Regions from separate parts of the Anas platyrhynchos genome. Here region 2 is linked to region 1. The links are chromatin contacts, called in public Hi-C maps. All regions are on one chromosome and are shown on one strand. Each heading gives the region's core, a stretch centred on a gene start, on an enhancer-like site or on the middle of the called end of the contact. The rest is flanking DNA. Distances are from core to core; before and after follow the strand shown. Region 1 overlaps CMIP (c-Maf inducing protein). Region 2 holds the start of CMIP (c-Maf inducing protein).

The links. Hi-C and Micro-C count contacts between places; a contact is called where the count stands out from the background.
Region 2: a Hi-C map of small yellow follicle shows a contact between it and region 1, with 1.9 times the contacts expected there. The contact joins the promoter of CMIP here to the enhancer-like site in region 1. A contact is called at or near these places in 2 of 8 Hi-C or Micro-C datasets (skeletal muscle and small yellow follicle).

Annotation. Positions count from the first base shown.
Region 1 is chr12:4,999,196-5,005,832 of IASCAAS_PekinDuck_T2T, forward strand. The region is part of intron 1 of CMIP (c-Maf inducing protein); the gene reads right to left. Among named protein-coding and RNA genes, the nearest start is that of CMIP, 40 kb to the right of the region's middle. Within about 2 kb of position 2,521, at least 4 of the 8 cell types and tissues checked have an H3K27ac peak or open chromatin away from gene starts, as enhancers often do. A contact at or near this core is called in small yellow follicle, where this site is marked.
Region 2 is chr12:5,038,196-5,044,832 of IASCAAS_PekinDuck_T2T, forward strand. CMIP (c-Maf inducing protein) reads right to left here and starts at 3,915. Exons shown (of 21, transcript XM_027466765.3): 1 at 2,679-3,915. The coding sequence starts at 2,993.

The DNA of each region.
Region 1 (6,637 bases), core at 1,271-3,770:
GTACTGTCTCCTGGTTCTGTAATGGTTACTGCCACTCTAGAAATTGGAAGCACATTCCTCTTTTAAGAAGAAATAGAGCTGGTTAGCAGTGTCTGTCAATACACTTGTTAAGGAAATTTGAGATTTTAATACTAAAATTTTAGCTTTTTGTATGAAAGGCTAGTACAATATGTCAGTTCGCAGGCATTACATAGGGTATTTTAGGATAAATCTATGACTGGTGCTGTGATTCATAACTACAGATGCAGGCAGAATCTGATTTTCTCCTCTGCAGTCCTCAGTTCTTGGCCTGATATGAGCTCAGCCTTAGCAGGCAGAGAGACTTTCCCTAGGATACAAGGTCACTGACCCACCTTTACATTTTACTTTCATAACTAAAGACCTGGCAAAATTCCAAGCCAGAAAGCCGAACTAACATCAACAAGTTAATCTTCTGTAATTGCAGCGTTGCCTCCAAAATTAGTATATTACCTGATGAAGGAATAAAAAAAAAAAAAAAAACTTCTCGCACGCACACAGGTTGCACCACGCCTTTCCCAGCAGCAGGGTTTGGGGAGGAGATGTACGTTTTAATGTACTTGGAATTTCAGCATGCAGTTGAAGAGGCATGCCTTTCTGCAGCAGAATGGTAGGTGGCTTGCCAGCTCCACAGCCCTCCTTGCCATGTGTGTCTCAATGGCAAACGGCTGAAGTGAGAGAGCAGCGAGCAGAAATTCCCCACTTCAGTTTTCAGTCATCCCTGCTTAGATGACTTTTTTTTTTCTTTTTTAATTGGGAGAATTCAAGTTTTCGTTCCCCAAATCCCCAGTAATAAAGCTGTAGTTATCACAGCACACTAGTTAATCTATAATCTTTAGAGGAACAGTGTGGCAAGAACTCACACCTATACTTGAAGTTCATAACGTTGAATTTGTCCAAACACAGCCAGAACGGGATGACTGCGAGGGTAATCAAAGCCCTGTCCCTGCTGAAAGGCTTAGGGCTGGAATTCACTGGGCTGATTAAATTGGTTTTATTTTGAAAGAGAATTCGGTGCTTGGAAAACTCACATGATAGAGCTGCTTCTCCAGATTACATGAGCCAGCACAACATAAAATAAAGCCCTGGCAGAGAAGCCAACCTTGAAGTTCTTTATTTAACCTACCATCAGTGAAGATGGGCTATTTCTCCCAGGCAGAGTCGTGACCTAACACCTTCCCTCCTCCTCCATCCCATTTCTGCTTTACCACTGCCCCCTCAGCCGGGCTAGTTCAATCCTTTGCAAGCCTGGAAGGTAAATGGGATTAGGGAAGAGAGCCAGCCCAAAAATAATCCCCCTCCTTTTTTCTCAGCTCTGATGAATTTCTTCATCTTGCTCGCCAGGCTGCCTGTAAACATCTGGACCACCCAAGCAAAGGACAGCGTGGGGGTGGGAATGACCGGACAGGAGGACCAAAGAGCTCAAGCCGGCTCTCACAGGGACAACGTGTTAGCTTGTGCCAGTGCCGTGCTGGAACAGCTCTGCACCAGCTCAGAAACACCCTGCTCCTACCACACTGCCCTCCTCTAGCAAGAACGAAACCCCCCAGACTCACACGTCCTCTTCTAAAAGCTTATTCCGTTTTACTTTTAATCCCAATCTCATTTCTTTGCACACACTTACACTAGAGAAGATTTGTTCCTATTTATAGTCCAGTATTCTTTTACCAAGCACATTATTTTCAAGCATTTCATTTGGCTTCACAAGACATGCTCAGCTGGTTAGCCAAGAAAGAGCAGAAGGGCTGTGACCTGCATCATCCATCCTTGCACTGCGTTGAGAATGGCCAGGGGTATTTTCCCCTGAGCAGATTCAGAGAAGAATGTATTGCCAAATACATACGCACTGGATTTCTATAGGAACAAGCCCAGCTATGCAAAACTGCTGAGCAGCTCCCAATGGGAACTGCTCCCAGCTCCCAATGGCAGCATTACAGACACTGGTTCCCACTAATGGCTCAGCTACCCTGAACAGACACAAATTAAAACAAGCACTATGGGGCAACCTTTGTTACAAACAACTTCATATTTTACAGCTTCCATTGAAAGCTAGTTGAAAGTTAACTAAGGATTTCACCACTTACTCGAGCTGACCAATCCGACACAATACAGTCAATGAATAATTTCAGCTGTGCTTTCACACTATCCAAAATATGGAATAATTCCCCAATTCTGAAAACTCCCTCTCCTCCTTTCATTTAGTCTCTTTTAAAGAAGATCAGTTGAAAAATAGAGAAGAAATACAAAGGCACCAAGCCCAGCTGTGTGCAGAGGCCTGGGCAGGAAGCAGCATCGGGGCACCCCATGCCACTCTGTGCCTGCAGCCTGCTGCTGCTCACAGCCCTGGTGAGCTTTGCTTAGGTAAATGATGAAAAGCAAATCAAAGCCACGACCAGAGCCTTGAGTCTGTACAAAATGATCTTTGTCAGGAGGCTGTGGAAACCACGTGGAAAAGCGGTTGTTTTGCTCCATGGCCAGGCCTGGCTGTGGAAGAATTTCAAGCAGCCACAATCTGTTTCTGAATTTTATCCTTTCTAAGCCCAACAAAAGCCGAGTACACAGGACCTGTGCTACTCCAGTGATAAAGACAAGTACAAACTCTGCCCAAGTATCTCTGCGTTAGCCAACACAGTTCAAACCCCAAGCAGCATGGCGAGGTACAAGGCCCCGTTTCACGGCTGTTGGAGCAGGTACTTGTGAAAACAAGAATTGTGGAGGAACCTCAGCCCGTACCTGTCCATGTTGTAAAGACAGACCTGCCCTGGCTCCCTGCAGCCAGGTACCTGCACATATTACTCGCTGGTATTTCATGAGGACTGCTCGCACACAGTTTCAAGAGTAGCAAAGGAAACCGCTCTCCTCACGCTGCCGATGCTTATCTCTGTCCAAACCAAAAACACAGCGTTAAATATAACTGTTGTTCAAAGGCTCATTTTAGCATCCAACAATCGGAACAGTTTTAAAACACTTGTCTTACATCAAACTATTTTAGCCGAGAGCAGCTCTCAAACTTTAGCAGCACGAATTACAGTTTCATGAATAGCTGAGATGCACATACATGCCTCTCTGTTCACAGCTAGACAGCCAAGTTTAAAAAGTGCAAAAAGAAGAGCACATCCAGCAATTGTTTCCATTCAGAATGCCTTTTGTGATCCAAAAGGGGGGAGGGAAGATGGAAGAGATGGGGTTTCCAAATAAGGATGCTGATCTGGAGGCCAAATTTCAGAAACACTGAGCAATCTGTAGCGTTCCTCACCAGCATCTCCAACGGGCTCCGCGCTACTGAAAAAAAAAAGGACATCTGTACAAAACTAACTTCAGCTTTTGGCAAAGATTAACCAGCTTTAGGGACACTCAAACCATGACCTAGGACACTTTATCTGCCATCCTATATTAGCATATTGAGACACGCTTGGTTTCAAAAGTCACTGCACTTGTGTATTTGTATAGAAGCCTTTGCATTATTAAGCAGAGAACCCTGAATGCATACACGCAACTGTTGCCTGCTGACCTGCAATGAACTCGCAGACATGTTGATTTTATCTGGTTAACAGATTAGGTTTGCACTGACAGATGGACAATGCTACTGTTAAATTAATTAAAAATGAATACTATTAATGCTGGATGAGCATGAAACAAATTACCTCTGAGGTAAAACACTTCCAAATAGGGGGAAAAGGAAAGCAGTTAATAAGGGTAGACAATAATAGCTCCCGGTTCACCTTTAAATATACTTACTTGTAAGTTCTACCTTTTTCCTTCTGTTTTTCCTGCTGGTTCTTTACTTTTACTAGTAAACCAACTTATTTACTCACAGTAATTTTATATAATTTTATTTATCGATAATCAATACATTTACTAATGTTTTTAGTAGCCTATACTCCTGTATTATCAATTTTATTTGGGTTAGCTAAATGCTAGTGTACTTACATTTAGAGAACGTAATGGCAAGCCAAATCATTTTGAATGTAGCTTTCATTGAATATAATGTACTGGTCAAGATTTAGAGAACTATTAAAAATACAACCAATCACTCCATTTTCCACCATTAGCTTTGTGTTAGCAAAAAAAATCAAATTACTATCTCCTTCCGTTTTTCCTAACTGGCATTCTTACAAAGGCCATAGATCACTTAAGTTCTCATTCCCATTCTCCCTACATTTGAGGCAGAAGATTTAGGCTTCTGGGTAACATGCAGCTGGTAAATTTTTCTGACATCACTACCCACACAATTTTGTGAGTGTGCCCACTGAACCATTGTTTGCAAGCGAGTCTTCAAAATTACTAACCAGGGTATAAATTCTCAAGTGCCAGGAAGTCAAACTGAGCTACTCATTTCTTAGTATCCACATTTCAATTAGTTGCAAATACCACACCAGCAGCAAACCAGCGTTTCAATTTCTGCTGGCATATAACTTTACAAACTCGTTCTAGTGTTTGAATTTTTAAAAAGTAACCTCTCCATTGCATAAATCAGGTATTGACATTTTCCTTATCCAAAGATAAGCTGGGAGGTAGAGGGAATAAAAAGATTAAAATATTTTATGATCTGTTATTTTAAATCTCAACTGCAAGATCAATTGCTGCTGCATTTATCAGTTTTGAATTTTTATATCCATCAGCAAAAGATTATAAATGTAGCGACAGAAGAAAACTGTATCTCCACAAAGATAACCAAACACTAGAAATCTGATATGCACCCCAAGCCTACAATGTAAAGAAACTAAAGAACAAAATTTTCCAGTGGTCACGTAGGGGAAAGAAAAAAAAAAGAAAGAAAGAAAGAAAAAGGATCATTAGAGAAAACCTAAACAAATCTACTCCAAGAAACAAGGGCTCAAGTTATTAAAAAGGCCCCAGATGGATATTCTTGCTGACTTCAGTGGCAGCACTTACATGCATAAACTTTGGCCGAATGTATAAAGGGCCGTCAGAGGGCAGATGCATTTTACTGTTTATGATGATCAAGATAAACTGGCAACGGATTCAGAGTTCTGTGTATTTTGGCCCCAGCTGTAAACGTAGCTGGAATATAAGGTTTCGGGTTCAAGGTGGTAAAAGACCTTATAGCCCACAAGCTGCAAGAGGAGGTAGTGGGGAGGCAGAGAATAGCAAGCAGAACGTGGGTAACAGCATGAAGTGCAGCAGTTCGGACAGCCAAACCCTCAAAACTTTCTCTATCGGGATGTTCATTGAAATCTAAAGGCACACTCAATTTCCACAGCAGCACAAGTGATAGACTGCCAGGCTCTGGCATCACCTGAATAGCTACAACACAACCGGCTCTTAATAGGTCCACGTATGATACTGGTATTCTGGGTTTCTGCTCAAAATGGCTCAAATTTAGCACACGAGGCAGCACAGCATTTAATTAAACACATTTAAATTACTGACAGGGCTTTTTTTTAATTGCAATTCAAGTAATTATTTTGCCTGGAGTTTGTATAAAATCCTTCTTTCACTTTTCTGCTGGGAGGGCAGGGCAGGTGGAGGAAAGGCGAGATCTCCCATCTTGCCTGTTTCTGGAACACTTTTTTTCCAGGCTGCCGCCTTTCATTCACTTTCTTTGGCTTACAGCGCTACTTCCCCACCTTGTAGCCACGGTCTCTGAGCTGTATCAGCTCTTGGACCAAGTGTTGGCCCACGCGGCCCAAGGCAAAATGTTGGAAATCTCAACATGGGACAGGCTCTGCTAGCACCAGCAGGCTGGGAAGGCGCCCAAAGCACTGGTCACGTAGGCTCTTCCTCTGTCCCTTGCAGCTGCTGAGCTGCTTATGAACTTTGTTGTGCCACACTTTGAAAAAAGCAAGAGAGAAGCCTTTGAACAACCACTTTGAACATGAAGAAGCCATCCGGCATTGTGCTGAACACTGCTTAATAACAAAGCCCGATTGCAGCTCGGTTGTCACAACAGCATTCAGACTAGCAACTGGGTTTCAAAGGTGAACTTGAACAGCAGATAGGAGCAGGTGAAAGGCGTCACAGTGATGTCACCACCCTATTTCACCACACGCTGGGCCCAACAAAATAACAATGCAGCTCACGTCCTTCGGTCACGGCTGGACCAAGTCTTGCATCCAAGGATATGTTGTTCTTTGGCCTCTGAGCTAAGTCCTCCGATGAGAATATTGATAGTTGCTGTGAAACCGCGGTTATCTGGCATTTTGTTTGAATTTTTAGACAGCACAAATACCTGGGGACAGGTGCACAAAGAGTCAGAGCTGGGGTGTGTGCGGCACCTAGCTTCCAGCTCTGCCCAAAAGTGCCTGTGTGCAGAAAAGGCATCCCTGGAGAGAACAAACCCTGCATCAGGTGAGACCTGAGACGCGCAGACACAAAACCACAATGATATCCCAGCTGCGAAATCAGTTAATTCACTTGCACCGTGATGCTTTAACATCTTCTGGGTAGTTACAAGAAGAAAGCTTAAAAAAAAAAAAAAAAAAAGAGAAAAGAAAAAAAAATCCCAAACATATAATTCAGTCTTAAATATAACACCAAATTCCCGGGATCCTGAGACACACTAGAAGCCAGACAGACAGTATCAATGCCAGTAGAGATCAATACTCCCACAAAATAGTGTTATGCTGTGCCTAGAAAGCAGAGGGAGCAGTAATAG
Region 2 (6,637 bases), core at 2,665-5,164, 40 kb after region 1:
AATACATTTGGGTTTGGTAAGTGTTTATAAAATAAACATTATTCTTCCCATGGGGAAGAAAGTCAGATACATCCCCAAGCAAGCTGTTTTCTGGCAAACAAAGTTTGTAAGTATCAAAATTTCCTACTGGGACTTTGGCATTTAAATTTAAAAAAAAAAAGAAAAAAGAAAAAAGAAAAAACATATCTGTATTTACTTGCACTGAAAAATACATCTTGACTAGGCTTTTATTTCGGTGCTGGTTAAGGGTGAGTCTACTGGTAAAACTATAGTGGTGAAACTGTAGTATTTTTAAGTAACCAGTTCCTTGAGAAATAAGAAACATGAAGAAAACGATGGAAACAAGATGTAAATGAGATAAAGACCCAACACCTACAGTATGGGACTCCACAAGCTAACATGCTCCCATTTGTAAGCTCAGCACATACACCAATCTGCAACACAACTGTTACTATTCTTTTTTGATGAGCTTGGGCTTGTTTTAATTGAAAGTCACTTGTGATCATGGAAGAAAAAGCACTTTGTAAAGATTTTTTTCCTCCCTAAAGTTTACTAAAATATGATGGCCTGAGCACTTGTTCCATTGCATTCTTGCGTGGTGGTGCTTCCTCTACGGAAAGCTGTTTTGTCAGGTACAAAACACGTACCTACCTAATCGAACATGGAAAGTGGTTACATCTTGCAAAAATAACCTGTAGGTAGGGTCTCGTTATTCACATTTTTCTGTGGGCACATACCGTGTCTACCAGTGGAAAACACTGCAGAGGAATAATCCATACAGAAAGCAATGCTAGCTCCTACCTCGCAGCCCAGGCATGGACATGTAGGAGCTTGCATGGAGAAGACTTCATGTCAAAGACACGTTTCAAGTGATGTTAAAAAGGAAAGAAAATGCCTAGAATCACCAAATCACCTATCCACTGTACTGGAAGAGATGATTTCCCAGATCTGGATTTAGCTGTCATTACAACTTTTGCTTTCAAATGCAAAACAAAGTGATGTTATTTTCCTGTTCAATTTTATTCATGTTATATAGAATGCAGTAAAACTCGTCATGCCAGGGGATTTGCGAAGAGATGATGTGAAGATTAATTAGCAGCTGCTCATAAAGCACCCTGACTGTGGAAAGCCCAACGTGTAAAAATGACCTTGTTATCAAAGTTGCTGAGTGCGCCCAGTGCTCACTGTCAATGGAAGGTAGGGATATTTTCCTACAGCCCTTGAAAACCAAATGAGTTACATTTAAATACCTGCCTTTGGCTTCGAGAGGTTTTGGCACTCTGCCTGTCCCCCACTTCCTTAGGGGGGACCGCATATTTTGCGTAAGTCGCATCTTTTCACCTCCAGAAAAAAGAAGATCTAGGGATCGCGGAGCCAGGAGATACCTGCTACGCACACCCGCACATACGTTCAGGCAACAAGTGAACACGGATCGTACCCTAGTCCCCTAATTACTGCCTGGAAACCAAAGACTGCGTGCCACATAATAAAGCATAACAAAGCACGGGTATTTCTGCGAACAACGTTATCTGTGTGGTGAGTTAGTGCTGGAAAAAAAAATTGATAAGGCACAAGACCAAGCACGAAGAGCCCTGCTCAACAAAATGGAGCCTGCACTGGTGCACACAGTGTTTTGGTATCTACTTGCTACTTATGTGCCTAAAATAATTAGGAATGACATCGCGTTAATTAAAAGCACCACCCTATGGGACTTGGGAAATGTTTTCAGGGGCAATTTCTCGGGTGACAGCTCCACCAGAGAGCAGAGTTTGGCGTCTCCTGCACGAATACAACTTCATGCCTAAGTATTGCCACACTGCAGAGATTAATGTCTGAAGCACAATCACGCCTCGCTCTGCCGGTATCCTTCTCTGCTCAGAAATCATCGGCCACGGATACTGCCGGGAAAACGCCTCATCCCCACCAATATTCAACTTCCCCTCCGCGCTGATGGCACCTCGAGAAAACGAAGCGCTGCGAGAACGAGCAGCGCTCGTGCCTTTGCAGGGCTCCCTCCTGCCTTCACACAGCAGCTCCAGCAGGGAAGGGAAAATATTCCCTCGGAAACACCCTCGGCAGCCCGGGGGGAAGCGGGACGTGGGGATGTCATTGTGGCACTGAAGGAGCTGCGTGAGGATGGGCAGCTGGCCTACCTGCAGGGTGAAGGGGCTGCTGCTGATGGCCTGAATGGGCACCCCATGGCACTGCGTGGTGTCGGGGGACACGGACATGGCATGGTGTGGTGTCGGGGGACACTGCCATAGCACCCCATGACACGATGCCGGGGGACACAGCCACTGGGCATGATGAAACCCAGCTCTGCGTGCTGGCCGAGACCCATTCAGCCACCCCATTAACAGAAAACCCCACAAAAGCCAGCCCACGCTCCGGTGCCACGCGTGCCCTACATGTCACTGCACGACAAGCTAAAGGAAGGGGGTACAGGCACAACCGTGCGATGTCCCGTAGCAAGGCCGGACTGAAACCATTGAGAAACCCGAGGCATTTCCCCGTAAATCCCCGCAGGGCCGATGGCAGCCCGGTTACAGGAACCAGCGTGCGGCGCGCTCCGTGCGCTGCCAGGGCGCAGAGCCTGGGCGCAGCCGGTCCCAGCTGCGCAACCCAGACCCAAACCCGCCCGTTCTCACCCCAAAACCTTATTCCCGTCCCTAACTCACCGTGGCCGAGGCGACGCCGGTGTCCGCCAGGGTCAAGTGGTGCGGCTCCCAGCGGCGCAGGAACTTGGAGGTGAGGATCTTGCTGAGAAACGTCCGGGGGTGCCGGATGGCGCACACCTGGATGTCCCCCTCCTGCAGCAGCTTGTACCTCATGCCGTTGCAGTGCAGCGGGGGCCGGCGGCAGGGAGCGGCGCCCATTTTGGGGCCCCCCTCGGGCCCGGGTACGTCGGGGGGAGGCGGCCCCTTGCCCTCCTCCTGCTGCTGCTGCTGCCCGCGGTCGCCGCTGCCCCCGCCGGGGCCGCCGCTGCGATCCATGGGCAGCGCGGGGTGGCGGCGCCCGGCCCCGCGGAGGCGGGGGGGGTGGGGGGAGAAGGAGAGAGATCCGAGGAGGCGGCGAGGTCAGGGAATTAAATAAAAAAGGAAGAAAAAAGGGGAAAAATGGGGGGGGGGAGAGGGGAGGAAAGGGGAAAAATTAAAGAAAAAAAAAGGGAAAAGGGGAAAAATTGAAAAAAAAAACGGGGGAAGATAGGGGGAGGGTGGGAAAAGGGGAGAAAAGGATGGGGAAAAAAAGGGAAAAGGGGAAAAAAGGAGGTGAAAAAAAAAAAAAGAGAAAAAAAAAAAAAGAGGAAAAAAAATCGCCGTGGGGGAAGGGATCCGCACACACCGCGGGGGTTAAAGGGAGAAGGGCAGCGGCCGAGCCCCGGCCTCAGAGTCGGCGGTCCGCCCCCCGGCGGGTCCCCCGGCGGCTCGCACGGCGCCACATCCACGCTGCCGGCCGGGAGAGAGCGGGGCGGGGGCGGCGGTGGTCCCGGCGGGGGCTGCTGCTGCTGCTGGTAGTGGTAGTGCTGCTGCTGCTGCTGCTGCTGCTGGTGGCGGTGGCGGTGCTGGCGGCGGGGGCTGCGGGGCGTCCGGCCGCGGCTCCTTCCTTCCCCCCGGGGCGGGCGCGCGCGTGCATGTAGGTGGGTGCGTGGGTGCCCGCGCGTGGCCGGGCGGTGCGGGGCGGGCTGGGGCGCGCGGGGAGGTCTCTGCCTGTGCGTGTGTGTGTGTGTGTGAGAGGGGTGTGGATGTGTGTGTGTGTGTGCGGTGTGTGTGTGTCTGTGTGTGCTGGCCCTGCGCGCCGCCGCCGCCGCGGGAGGAGGAGGAGGAGGAGGCGGCGGGAGGCTGCCGGCAGCGCTCGCCCCGCTCGCCGGAGCGGCTCCGGGCTCAGCCCATTGGCTGCGGGGGGGTCACGTGCGGCCCGCGCTGACGTCAATGGCCGCGGAGCCGCCGAGGGCAGCGGCAGCAGCAGCGGCAGGAGCAGAAGCGGCGGTGGCCGCGCGAGGTGCGCGGGAAGCGGCGCGCGCTGCTGCTGCCCCCGCCCCTCCCCGCTTCGCCTCAGAGGGGCCGCGCCGTGGCCGCCGACCCCGATCGGGGACAGGGACGAAAAGGAGGAGGAGAAGGAGGAAGAGGCCGGGGGGAGCCGCCCGGGAAGGGCGGAGGTGCGCGGCCACACACCTGCGCGCCTCACCGCGGCCGCCCGCCCTCCGCCATGAGGGGAAGCCCCGCGCGGCGCGGGCTGTGAGGAGCGCGTTGGGGAATAAACGCGTTTTCTCTCTTTTTTTCTCTCCCGGCACTCCGTTTTCTCGCAGCCCTCGCGCTGGCGGCAGCCCAGGGACGGGGCCGTGGACCTCAGGGGGGGTCCGGTGGCTTCGCTCCGGGGCGATCACCTCAGGAAAGGGGCGGCAGAGCCCCGCAGCGCCGCTCCCCTCAGGCAGCCCGGCGGGGCCGGGGTCAGCGGTGTCCGTAGCAGGCGGTGTCCTCTGGTAACCCGGCATCACAGCGGCGGCATTCCCCAAAAAATAAATAAATGGGGGGAAAAATAACTCCCATCCTGGACTTCTGAACGGCTTAGTGGCTCGGTGATGCTGTGTGCAACATGGATGCCCTATCAAGAGAAATCCTATCACTCATACTCAGTTTTTATCTCCTAGGTACTCACGGAACTCGGATCTTGTTTGCAGTTTCCCAGTTGGAACCGACACATTAGGACCAATAAAAAAACAAATTACATTTTATGCAATTCATACACATGTTATTAAACTGCGGAACACACTGCGCTGGGTATTGCCAGGGTCACGAATTCAGGAGGAATTTACTGGGCTGTTTTACGCGACGCTAGCAAAACATTTGGAGAAAGTATAAACCTTTGTGCTGAGAGGTTTAAACTCATCCCCAGTGGAGGGAGGTTGGGAAAGGGAAGGAGTGCTGGGTGGCGAGCAGATGATCACACGGCGTGTACCTGCCGCTGGGCTTCTGGCAGCAGCTCTCAGAGCACTCCTCAAAGGAGAGGTCACGATGCCAAGCGAGGTGCCAGCAGCGGAGCCCGGAGCCCGCCCCAAACTCTTTCATCTGAAACTCGTGTTCACACTGCGAGTCACACAAATCGCTGGAGAGGCGAGCTGCAACTGGAAGGGTTTGGAAGCTTTTTGCCATAAAGCCTTTTGTACTGGCTGCTGTCAAACACGACACCTGACTGGATGGACTGCAATTCCTGCGAGCATCGCACGTGTTGTTATAAAGCTGGTGTATTCAATAGGCTGGCATTTGACAGCAGAACTGCTGGTTAAATACTTTCAGGAGGGAAGGGGTTTGTAATCTATCAATTACTCACAAACTCTAGGGATACTTTTGTTGAACGTTACTATCAAAATTATTTATAAAAAGCTAGGAAGTCGCCAGAGTACTCTTAAGTATCAGTTTATAGAAGGATGCACAGAATTACACAATTTGGCTAAGGTTAGAAGAAAGGCACTCATTTAATGACATGAACGATACAACCAACAGGAAGACAAACATCTCTTTTATAGAGATTCACTTTGTCAGTATCTAAGAGCCCTGGTAATTACCTCCTGCACCAAACACTGCGAGCAGTTCCCACAGAGCTCTGTTTCCATATACTGGGGGGGGGGGGTGAACGACACGCACTTTTACAATGAAATCAAATCAGACCTACTCATACGTGTCAATATGTGTGGATCTGCAATAATAATTTAAAAAATCTAAATTTTGAAAGGACAGCTTTGCTTAAGTGTAAGCTTTTTACAGCAGGCACTGTCTGTTTCTTGGAGTTCCTTGAATGCCCGGTACAAGGGAGACCTCTTCTTGTTTGACCCGAGGCACTGTTCTGGTACAAACAATAATAGTGTCAACAGCAGGACTATTCGCACACACTCACCTGCACCAACACGTCGATCAGCCAGAACTGCAACCAACATGGCTATTTTGGTGAAAGTTCATGCAAGCTAGCCACCTGCTCAAACCACTGCTTTAAATCTACCATAGCTGTCGTCTCTGACAGCTGTGTGCCAACGGGAAGATGATATGTAAAGAGTCTGGTGTTTTAAAGTGAATTTCCTGGTAGATTAGAGCAGATGTTTTCAACTCATGTTCCACAGAAACTAACAAATAAAGCAAGGGTGGTCGACAGCAGCCAGCCTGGAAGGATCCAAGCCCCCACTGGAGATCCACAGTTCAGAAGTGTTGAAATCCACTGGGGTATTGCAAAAGCACGGCACCACTGCTAGCGAGTCAAGGACAGAGGTCTGAATCCTCAGCAGTGCTACACGTTTGCAGCTCTCATTGAATCCATGCTGTCAGGCTGCAGGTGTTCTCTCTGGAGGAAACTCAGCACAGGCTGATAAGATCAAGGTATGAAATCTCAGATTGTCTGCCAGAATGGGGCAACCAAAATCCCTGTCTGGACAAGTGAAATCAAAACACGCTGCTCGCTGCACAACTTGCTGCAACACACGTTAGCCATCCAAGCTGCAGCCAAGGGTTGCGATGTGACCCAAGGCTGAACATGTTAAAACTAACACCGCTTCTAATTTCCCTTATAAACTGTATCAAACCAAAGCTGGATGGATTGTGCTCCAGCTTTGTGCCTTTCCAAATTCCCTCTTCTGGCTCCGTGCAGCCCC